Regions from separate parts of the Gossypium hirsutum genome. Here region 1 is linked to region 2. A link is a contact called in public Hi-C data. All regions are on one chromosome and are shown on one strand. The core of a region is the stretch at or near the end of the contact, and the rest is flanking DNA. Distances in the headings are between cores, read along the strand shown. Region 1 has its middle 80 kb from the start of LOC121231746. Region 2 overlaps LOC107948137 (vacuolar protein 8).

What was found. Hi-C and Micro-C count contacts between places; a contact is called where the count stands out from the background.
Region 1: a Hi-C map of leaf shows a contact between it and region 2, with 2.3 times the contacts expected there. The contact joins two enhancer-like sites. A contact is called at or near these places in 4 of 34 Hi-C or Micro-C datasets (callus and leaf).

What each region holds. Positions count from the first base shown.
Region 1 is chrA06:92,215,218-92,221,507 of Gossypium_hirsutum_v2.1, forward strand. No RefSeq gene overlaps it. Among protein-coding and RNA genes, the nearest start is that of LOC121231746, 80 kb to the right of the region's middle. Within about 2 kb of position 3,189, at least 1 of the 9 cell types and tissues checked has an H3K27ac peak or open chromatin away from gene starts, as enhancers often do. A contact at or near this core is called in leaf, where this site is marked.
Region 2 is chrA06:91,952,654-91,958,349 of Gossypium_hirsutum_v2.1, forward strand. LOC107948137 (vacuolar protein 8) reads left to right here. Exons shown (of 1, transcript XM_016882604.2): 1 at 1-2,031. The coding sequence starts at 233. The coding sequence ends at 1,948. Among protein-coding and RNA genes, the nearest start is that of LOC107948137, 3.1 kb to the left of the region's middle. Within about 2 kb of position 2,383, at least 2 of the 9 cell types and tissues checked have an H3K27ac peak or open chromatin away from gene starts, as enhancers often do. A contact at or near this core is called in leaf, where this site is marked.

The sequences.
Region 1 (6,290 bases), core at 1,939-4,438, 260 kb after region 2:
TTTTATAGATTTTTGGTTCTCCAGCTATCGGACTCGGGATCTTGAAGTCGAAGTCGCCCACACTATCAAAGGCTCTTTTGGATACTATTTTGGTTGAATTTTGATATGGCATGTATAGGACTACCCATTGTTGTTTTTCGAGTACTTTATGAAATGTATAAGTGTACAGCCATGCGAAAATGGCTTGTAGAAGTGGAGTATGGCATTAGACCATTCGTGTTTATGAATGTATAGATGGTTTCATGATGTAACTATAGTTGGAATGGAAGTGTTGAGCAAATGATCAGCCATTGAAATGGCTAAGTATGATCATATGTGGGCATATGTATGACAAGGCCCTAGTTGGTCCATGAAACCCCGAAAATAGGTAAGGTTTACTTTGAAAACAGAGGCTGACAGCAGCAGTGGTGTGGATTGGAAAAATCACAAGAATTCGTAGGAGTGGAATTAAATAGTGAATAAATTATGTAATCGAACCTTGATGAATCTACTTTCATATGAAAGTAACGAAACAATCATATGAACAGTAAAGTAAGAGATATTCGGGTTCTTGTGGAACAGGGCCAGAACAGTTTCTGGATTCCCTGTTCCGACTTTGGAAATTCACTATAAATTGACCAGAGATAATTAGGGGTCATACCATATATGTATGGATTCCTCTCTGAGTCTAGTTTCCATAGAAACAAACGGCATCAGTATTGAAGCTCTGTGCAGAGAGATATCCAAGTCGTAATGGGAAAAGGTCAGTGTAGTCGACCCCTGTAACATGGGAGACTTTGACTAATAAACTGTAATAATTGGCCCGACCAAAAATTCTAGAAAAAAATACATAGGTGGGGACATGAGTCTAGTTTCAGAAAAAAATCACAAAACTGATTTTCGAGTTGTGAAACTCAAGATATGATTTTTGAAGCGACTAGTACTCAGACTGGGCAGTGTCTGGAAAAATTTTTCAAAGTTTGTTAACATCTCGTGTCCGACTCCGGTGTCGGTCTCGGGTTCGGGGTGTTACAATAATCTTTAAATTTAAAAACTTAAAAAATTCAAATATGATCTAAATCTCAAATTTTGTTATAAGTGTCTCAGATATTGTTATGAATGTATAACAATTACTTCTCTAAAACATAAAAAATTTTAATAGACAAATGTGACTGTTATAGAGAGGGTTAATTGTATTTTTTTACTTATATATTATGTAATTTACATTATATGAAAGCTATATAAATAATACTATAATGTAAATACTAAAAATTAATATTATTAATATATTATAATTTCTAAATTTAAACACCTAAAAAATTCAAATGTGATATAAATATCAAATGTTGTTATAGATGTATAACAACTACCTCTTTATAACATCCAAAATTTTAACAAACAAATGAGATTGTTATAAAGAGGGTTAACTATATTTTTTTTACTTATATATATATGTGTTAGATCATAAGGATCAACTCGAGATCACCAATAGTAAAGTTAAATAGGCCTTTGAGATATTGTGGTGGAAGCAATAAAAATTTTGCAACAAAGAACACAGTGATTTATAGTGGTTTGGCCCCAATTGCCTACTCCACTACCTTAGCTCACTATAACTAAGGATTTTCCCAAATTTACTAATTTGACAACCTTTGAGGACAAGGTTTAACCTTACAGTCTCCTTTAAGATTTATACCCCAAAATCTTAATATATAACTCCCTTAAGGTTTCTACTCAAACCTTAAGAATCAACCCTCTCTCAAAGAGAAATAAATAAGCAAACAAAAAAATAATCCTTACAAGATCAGAATGTTTGCCAATTAAGCACAAATACAAAGAAGAACACTTGAGCTAAATGAATACAATGAAAGCTCACAAGTGTTTACAAGAAAATGTATGAAAGATTTAAACTCTAGGTTGTTTTGATTTATCTTTAAGCTTTGCATATTGCTCTTCTTGTTGCTAAATCTTTGGAAGATAGTATTTATACCCTCTAATTGATTTCCAACTGTTGTGGTTGTTGTAAAAGTGAATATAGCTATTAGGGATGAAATACCAGGTCATAAACTTCACATGTAGCTACGAGTATCGATACCTACTAAAACAGTATCAATATTTTTTGTAATTGATGCAAATTTTAATGACCGTTGGAGCAGGAATATCGATACCTGAGAGATTTATCAATACTTAGCAGAGGTTACAAATTCCAGAATGTCAATTTGGTATTAATTAACAGAGGGGTATCGATATCTTGTAGAATATCGATACTTAGACAAAAAGCATTGATACTTTTTATCCTGGAGCAATTCTAACTTGTTTGAAAATGATTAAAACATATTTGAAAATGTTTGACTCAATTGAAACCATTTTAACTTGATTTTATGAAATTGCTCAACTTTACTTTTATTCAAAAACACTTTAATTTGTTATATCAAAACATATTATCCAATAAGGCTTAGTTTAACAATATGTTATGTAATTTACATTATACGAAAGCTAGATAAATAATACTATAATGTAAATATTAAATAAAGTTAAATTATTAGTATTTAAAAATTTAATAAAATAAAATTTATATAAATTTATTAAATATTAAATATTAAATAAAAATTAACATAATTTTTTATTAAAAAAATTTTAAAAATAATATAATTGAGGGTAAACCCTAACTAAACTATGAAGTTACTAAAATATCCTTACTTTAAAGGTTAATAAATATTATTATAAGGTTAGTTTCAGCATTTTCATATTTTTATATAATTTTCAAAAAAAAATGGAAAACATTATTTAAGAATCAAACACTAATAAATTTATATAAAAAACTCTTGCCATTTTACTAATAGTCATTTAATCATATATTTTTATAAATGTACTGTTTTAATGTAAAATATTTTCATTCACCTCTATTATGGGTGTGATAAAATCTAATAATTAATTAGGATAACAACTATGTATATAGTTGTAATTTAAAAAATATATATGTAATATTATTACTATACATTGATATTGACCTGAACTAGCTTCACCTCAAACATAAACACCTCTCATATAGAAATATACAATTACCATGGTTCAAATCTAAATAGACATGTTTTTCTTTTTTTATATTTCTTAGATAAGATTGAAAAGGAGTGGATAAGTGGAATACAATATTTGGTTACTTTGTCCCTTTCTATCTCCCATTGTCTTTGGTGATATAAAAGAAATTTGGGGTATCACATTCTGATGCTATCATTTTGTTTTTAGATGTTGTTTGGCCCATCTTTCTTTTCTCTTACCCATCTTATTTTCCTCTCTTGTATTCCTATATTCACAACATGCAATTCATATTTTAATATAAAAAAATTATATATTTCAAGCTTTCAATTTTTTAAATATTATTTTACAATTTGTATTCGAGATTTATATTGTTTCTTCTAATGTCTCCCCTAAAAGAATAAAATATGCATTAATATTACCCAACATTTGAAAATATCTATCCAATTATTTCTATGTAAAGTTATATATCAATTCATGAAAATATTAGTTGGTAATGGGGATCAAGATGTAGAAAAGCATCATCATCCTCTCAATAAAGATGATTGGTCAGTGGTCAGTCTCATTATCATGAATACATTTTTGACCCCAAAATATCAGCGTGGATATTTCCACAGCTTTAGCCTTAAGTGCATAAAATATCTGGATAGTGAAAAATCACATCCACAACTAGAAATCCAATTTGTTTGGTCGCAAAAGAAAAAAAATATGCACATTGGCAAAAAAGTCATAACAGTAAAGAAGAGTGGCAGGAGTACTGTAAGAATGATCTCACCTAAATTATAAGTTGCGGTTAATGTTTTTTCCATCCTTCAATTATGTAGTTAAAAATTTGATTTTTAGGCATAAAAATAAAACATATTTAAATTAGATGTTTACTTATTTAAAAAGTAACTGTAGCGGAGAGAATAATCGTTGCTACTAAAATAGACACCATAATTCTAAAAAAAAAAAAAAAATCAACTTGAAAAAATAACCCAATTTCTTTTAACTAATCAAACATTTAATTTGAATAAAAAAAATCACTCTGACACTTATATTATTTTTTTATCAATTTTGGCTCTTGTTCTTTTATTATGTATATCTTGTTGCCTCAACTTAGATTTCGATTAAGAAAAAGATTAAGTCAACCAATAATAAACTATCACGTGTCAAAAAAATAAAAAAAAATTAAAATTTAAAAAAATTTAAAAAATTTAAAAATTTATCAAAAATCATAAAAAAAATCTGAACCCAAAAAATCTAAAAACTTAGAAAATCTATTTTTAAAAAATTGTAAAACTATTTTTAAAATTAAAAATATGCAAAACTTCAAAAAATCAATTCTCATAAAATTTAAAAGTGGGTCTGTTTAGAATTTTGGATTCTCTTTTTAATAAAAATATTATAATTGCATGAAAATTTTGAAGAATCTTATTTATTGAAAATTTTAGGGACTTTTTTCATTTGTTTAAAATTTTGATTTTTTTTTTACTGAAAATTACCATAAAATTCTTTAACAATTCTAAACAATTCTAAAATTTTCTAAAAAAACCTAAAATTCCAAACATAATTTTTATTTATTTTATTTTATGAATTTTAAATTATTTTTGAAGCTTTTCATATTTATAATTTAAAAAATATTTTTTATGATTTTCAGAAACAAATATTTTTAAATTTTTATAATTTTCTAATTTTTAAGATTTTGGGTTTTTTCTCGAACTTTATTATTTTCAGTTACATTCTAGTGTTTTTGATATTTTAAAAATTTGTAAGTATTTTTTTACTTTTTCTTGACAATTGGCAATGTGTCATTGGCTTATTTAAAATTTTTAACGAATATTTGGGTTGGGGCAATGAGGATTACAGAATAAAAGTATAGAGCCAAACTAATAAAATTAGTAAAAGTACAAAAGTGATAATTTAACTATAATACATATGCGAAATGGTATTAAGAAAAAAAGCACGAAGGTCATATAATTAGCCTTATAATTAGTATAGTGCAAGCGCACTCTAATTGGGATATCTTTAGATTGGGAAACCAAGGTTAGGTAGTAAGTCTGGAAAGATTCACAATTTTCAATCCTTACCATATTACCTTGATTGTAAAAGAAATAAGACAATTGCATGAGTGATTCTATTTAAAAGACTAGACAGATGTATGTGGGCAACCCTCAAAGGAAGGATTTAACGCATAGATAGAGTGACAAGGGAACTATTAATGTTGTGTTTTATACGAGCAATGACCTTATAGAGAGCCATTAATTTCTTGCATACTTAATTCAAAAGATAAGTTGATAGGTAACATCATTGAGAAGAAGCATATTTTTTTATTCTCGATGCACTAGTCACTCAAACCAATATTGGACGGCATTCACATACTAAGAGATTAGATTAGATGCAGTGAAACCTTAATGTTCAAATGATGTCTACGAAAGTAAAGCATAAAGAGTAAATTTTGAGTGTGTGTAAAGTATAATAAGTTGACTAAGTATAAGAATTCTTTGAGCAAGATTATAATGCCCCGGTTCTGAAGGGCATAAGGTCTGACGTGGTCTTTGAAATTGGTGAATTGGTAATTACCCAAATGCTATTTTTGGTGTATAACGAGGACGGACATAGTTGTGTGTTCAGGATGTTGAGAGTTCCATACCAAATCATTGTGTTTTGATAGAAGAATGATGGAGTTAGGTAAATAGATACTAAAGGTATGAGCCCACGCCAAAAGTGGTACACCCTTTTCCCGTGGTACTGTACAAGTTATGTTAAAAAGGTAAATTGGTTAGGAACTAACTGAGCGAGAACTAATATAGTTAAAAGTAAAAAGGGAAAGTACTCAATTAGTTTCTTCAGAAGTTGTAGATCCTTGATAAGACAAGATAGTAGTGATGTGACATTTGTCAAGTTCTAGTAAAAACTTGGACTATATTAATAGGTCTTCAAGTTGAAATAAAGGGAGATATTTTCTTTTCTTTTGAAAATATTGAAACCTAAGGCTGGAGGAAAGGAGAAACATTTTTCTTTAAGATGAAATCGAAACTTTGGATTCTTCTAGAAATTTCTCCATGTTGAGGTGAGTTTTATGGCTCTAAAAGATAGACCGACATTGTAACACCCCTAACCCGCATTCATTTCCAAAATAGGGTTATGGAGTATTACCAGACCAACAGAATAGTAAACTATTCAAATAATACATTAATACAAACATAATTAAATTTCATTCAAATACATTCATAATGTCCTTAATCGAGCCCTCGAGGCCTTAAAATTACTATAGAAACAATCTGGGACTAAATCGA
Region 2 (5,696 bases), core at 1,133-3,632:
TTTATACCCTTATCTTCATCCTATTGACTTGTCACTGTTACACCACCTAAACGGTCAGCCCTCTATTCTAAATATAAAATTAAAGACCCCCATTTCAGTTGCAGCTGCAAAATGAAAAGATAACTTTAGATTAGATATCTGCAGTCAGTGGCCCTCTTTCTCTCTCTTCTTAGACAGTGTTAGATTCCTTCCTTCAAAGCAAGCATTGAATTTGAAGAAAAAGGGGAAAAAAATGGGAGAAGAAGAGAAACCAATGCAAAAGCAGCACCAGAATTCAATAGAATCTTTCAGTGCAATGAAATCTAGTATCAAGCAGGCTGTTCAGGTTATATCTTCTTTGATTTCTCTTTCACATTCTATCAAAGTTTTTAATGTTAAATGGCAACTCATTCGAAAGAAGCTAGAAGAGATGAGTTCTGGGTTGATGGCTGTTGGAAACTGTGATTCAAGTGAAAACGCAGCGGCCTTCTCTGACGTGGTTCCTTCCATTTTGGCAACTGTAAACGAGTGTTATGATCTCGGGAGAAGATGTGTGGATCTTTCTTACAGTGGAAAGCTCCTGATGCAAAATGACCTTGATGTGATGGTTGCAAAATTTGATCTCCATGTAAAGAATCTTTCAGGGATTTACACTGCTGGGGTTCTGAGCCATGGTTTCGCCATCGTTGTTTCCAGGCCTGGTTTTGGTGCTTGTAAAGATGACATGAGGTTCTATGTAAGAGATTTGTTGACAAGGATGAAGATTGGTGATATAGAAATGAAAAGGCAGTCCTTGGTGAATTTATATCAACTTATGGCTGAAGATGAAAGGTACATGAAACTTGTAGCACTTGAAGTTAGTGACATTGTGAAATTGTTGGTCGATTTTCTTGATTCACCAGAGATGGAAATTCAAGAAGAAGCTTCAAAGATTGTATCTTTAATCTCTGGGTTTGATTTGTATAAAGGGGTTTTAGTTGAAGCTGGGATTATTGGCCCTTTAAATCGGATTTTGGAAACCGGCAGTAATTTGGGCAAAGAAGGAGCTGTTAGGTGTCTTCAGACATTGACTGTAAATTCAGACAATGCATGGTCTGTTTCAGCTCATGGTGGGGTGACGGCACTCTTGAAAATATGTTCAAGCGGTGATTTTGGAGGGGAACTAATTGGTCTTGCTTGTGGGGTGTTGAGAAACCTTGTTGGTGTTGAAGAGATTAAGAGGTTTATGGTCGAAGAAGGTGCTATTGCAACATTCATCAAGCTAACAAGATCAAAAGAAGAAATCGTGCTGATTAATTCAATGGAGTTGCTTCAAAACGTAGCTTCTGGGGAGGAATCAGTTCGTGCATTACTACGAATTTCGGATCCGAAGTCATCAACCTCTTCGAAAACAAGAGAAGTAGCATTGAGAGCAATAGAGAATCTATGTTTCCCTTCACAAAACTGCATAAACACCTTGATGAATTACGGATTCACGGATCATTTACTGTTCTTCCTACGCAATGGCGAAGTTTCCCTTCAAGAACTGGCACTTAAGTTGACGTTTAAGCTTTGTGGGACATCAGATGAGGCCAGAAAGACAATGGGAGATGCTGGTTTCATGGCAGAGCTTGTCAAATTGTTGGATGCTAAGTCATGTGAAGTGCGTGAAAGGGCAATTGAAGCACTCTCCAGTTTGGTCTCAGTCCCTAAAAATCGAAATAGATTTATTTCAGATGATAGAAACATACACTTCCTTCTTAGACTGCTTGATCAAGAGGAAGGAATTTCAGGTAATAAACAGCTCTTGCTCTCTATATTAGTGTCATTGACAAGTTGCAACAGTGGAAGAAGAAAAATAGCCAGTTCTGGCTACCTAAAATACATAGAGAAACTTGCAGAAGCACAAGTCTCTGACGCCAAAAGACTTGTCAGAAAGTTATCTACCAATAGATTTCGTAGTTTTCTGAGCCGCCTCTGGCATTCTTGAATGTAATTTTTGTTTCTTTATTAGATTGTTTTTGTTTTCACTGTACATTAACATAAGATTTTAACTATAAGATACTTGTTTGATATTGCAGTTATTTTAGTTAATATGGGGATTCTATATGATAAAAGTAAGTGTAGTTTATAAGATGATTTGGAAGCATTGTATATGGGAAAACCCAGATGACATGTGAACAGTGGAGAACAAGCTTGTCTCCTGACCATGTGGGACAAAGGGGATAGCGATAGATGAAAGTTGGGTCACTATTTGCTTGGCTTTTAGCCAACACTCAACACTGTCTCCATTTTATGGCAGTTCTATATTCTGATATAAGGCTTGATAATTACGATTTTTTTTTTACATAGTATTAGTTTGTCAAACATCACAATCTTATCAACTACAGTGTTGAGACAGGTTCTTTAGGCATTACCAATTCAGAAACTTCATGGCCCAATGTGTTGAGACCTAACCATTTGTAGGGTACACACATTTAATGCCAATTGGTTAGCCAACTTCGTTTTGGTCGCCTATGTTTGGAGTCTGGAAATTGAGCCCAAATGTTCCACTCACACCTGGAAATTGATCAATTGGTTAGCCAACTTGGTTTTAGACGGTATTGATTGAGAAGGTAAGACAATGGTTAAAAAACTGAAACCATAAATGTAGCAGAGTAAATGTAAGGCGATGTGATGGTTCAACTTGTTTTTCACACATTTTTTACTGCAACGCAGTTAAAGAGCGGGTGAGTCTTTATTAGAGGAATGGCGGTGAATACCAAAAAGAGGTGGAGATATTCATTTGTGGTGGTGCGGTACACAACACGAAATGCTCGCTGGTTTTAACGAAGCAGAAAGATTCACCCACTCACGCTTATCTCATTTACTGACCTCACCAGCTTTTGGCACTCCTTCACATTGCATGTAAATATTTTATTGAGGGTAAGTTTCGATGAGCGGTGTATTTAGTTGTGATCAGTGTAAAAATAGCAGAAGCGGTAAGATTAGATACTGTAACGATACTGTAACGTAAGACAAAAATAAGCTAAACGTATCGCACCACCGCCCCAAACTCACCCTAAGACTGTTGAGAGTTTCACCTATCGATTGAAGTTTGGTCACCTTAATAGAAGCCTATTAATTACTTTGGGGCTATTTTTTCACCTACATTTTAGGATGTTGTAAATCATAGTCAACCCTCTTTACAATAATATTTTGCTATAATCTAGAAGAATTAAGTTTTATATTTTATTTTAACCCCCTATAACAATAGCGTTCATGGTTATGAAGTACTCTCTTTATTAAATTAATTTCTATAATAACATATGGTCTAAATTTTTAAGTAAAATCATAGTATTTTATATAAGCAAGTCTATTCTTTGTCATCTATTGAATGAAAATGATATTAATTAAAACATTACTTCAATAAAATGATTAAATGTCATGTTTTATTATATGAAAATAATCTCTAATGAGAAAAATTAAATATGTCAATTCAAAAAACTATTAGGCTCCCTAATTAAATATTCTACTATAAATTTAGGATATCATAAACTTATAAATTAATTAGTTGAATTTAGTAACTCATGATAAATTATTTAATTTAATTTGATCATTCATATTGATTAATTGAACTTGGTAGACTTATGAATTTTATAATTAATAATGTGAAAAATGTAAAATAAAATATGCATAAATGTAATAATACATGATTTGTTATACATCTTTTAATCTTGTTGATTTGGGTCCTCACTTTCTTTCTTTCTTTTTTTAACATAATTCTTACTTTCTTTATTTGATGGAGATTCATAATATGAAATCTAGGATAAACTTACAATGATTATCTCTCTATAACAATATATTATTATAAGTGTATAACAACCACCTCTCTATAATAGGCAAAATCTGAGCAAACAAATGGGGTTCACATGAATTCTGCTTATGGAATTAAAAATTTTCATCAATAATGTATCAAATGCTAAAATATTTTGTTATAATTGTGTTTAAAGAATTATATGTTCACATGTGTAATTAGAATAAATTACACTCAAATTCAATTACTGAGTGGCTTTCCAAACATACCATTTTTTTGACACATTGTATATAAATCTTGTTATAAGTGTTATATTTTCTACATAAAGAAAATTTGACCTCTAACATTTACATCTATTGTCATTTTGACCCTAATTCTATTTTTATCACTTTTATCTTCAACATTCAAATTTTAGTCAAATTATTTTTCTTTGGATGAAAAAGCTTATTGGATCATTACAATTTTAATGATAGTGATGTGGTAGCCCACATAGCAGTCCAGATATATTTCATAAAAGTTTCAAAAATATATAAAATTTACTAAAATTTCAAAAAAATCATAAATATTTTGAAAAAAAATTATTCACATTAGCAATGAAATACGTGTAGATTATCATGTTGGTTATTACATTAATTCTATTAAAATTTTAACAGCTTAGTTGACTTTTTTTTTGTCCCAAAAAGGCAATTTAACAAAATTTTAAAGGTTGAAGACAAAATGATAAAAAAGAAAGAAAAATGAAATTAGAGTCAAAATGACAAAAAAAATATAATGGCTAATTTTAGCATTATGTCCATTTTTAATATTTTATAGACTTAATAGTATTTTTTACTCTCAAACTTTTTTAAAAAAATCAATTAATTCCCTGCAAATTTTTTGCACCCAATTGAACCCTTAAAATAACAAAACTGACTAAATTGACCCTTTGACTAATGTTGACCGTTAATACTTAACGAAAATATTGACATGGCCCTTAATAAATGCCACATCAACATTGTTTGTTGACATGTCAATGCCATGTTATCACTAGTCAATGCCATGTTATCAATGGCATGGCAATTCCACACCATCACCAAAGGCTGACATGGCAATGCCACATTATCACTAATAGCTAACATGCCAGTTCCACATAATCATCGAAGACTAACGTGGTAGGCCACACATCGCCACAATAATATCATCAAAAAATAAAAATATATTTTAAAATTTTTATTAAATAATACACAATAAATCTAGATATATTGTTGTCCAGGTTCATTTGAATCTAGATATCTATTTATTTAGATTCATTCTAGAATTATAGAAAACATAAAGAAAACTTGTAAAAAATCATTAAAATAATTAATTAAAACCATAAAAATTTATAATATTTATAAAAAATTATTAAAAACCATTAAAATTAGAAAAAAAATATATAAATTGTTAGAAATTAATTTAAAACCATAAAAATTTATAAAAAAATTAAATATTTTATAAAATTTATTTTTATTAAAGTATAGCCATTGATCATTAATTAAAAAAAAACATTGATGATTAGCATGGCCTAACATTTTAGAAGAAGTTTAAATAGTTTACATGATAAAATAAAAATATCTCAATGTTTGATATACTTAAAAATAAGTCATATTAGTAAAAAAAATTAATAAAAATGAGAAAAATAATTTTTATAAAATATTTAATTTATTTTTTATAAATTTTTATGGTTTTTAATACATTGTTTTTATAATGTTTTTAAAATTTTATGGCTTTTAATTAATTTTTAACAAGTATTATAAATTTTAATGATTTTTATAAGGCTTTTTTTTTTAAATGTCTTTTATACTTCTTGAATCAATCTAAGCATATGAGTGTGGTTTAAATGAATCTAGATAATTTATTATGCATTATTTAAAAAATAATTTTAAAATAATTTTTTTTAATTTTTTAATTTTTATTGATGTGG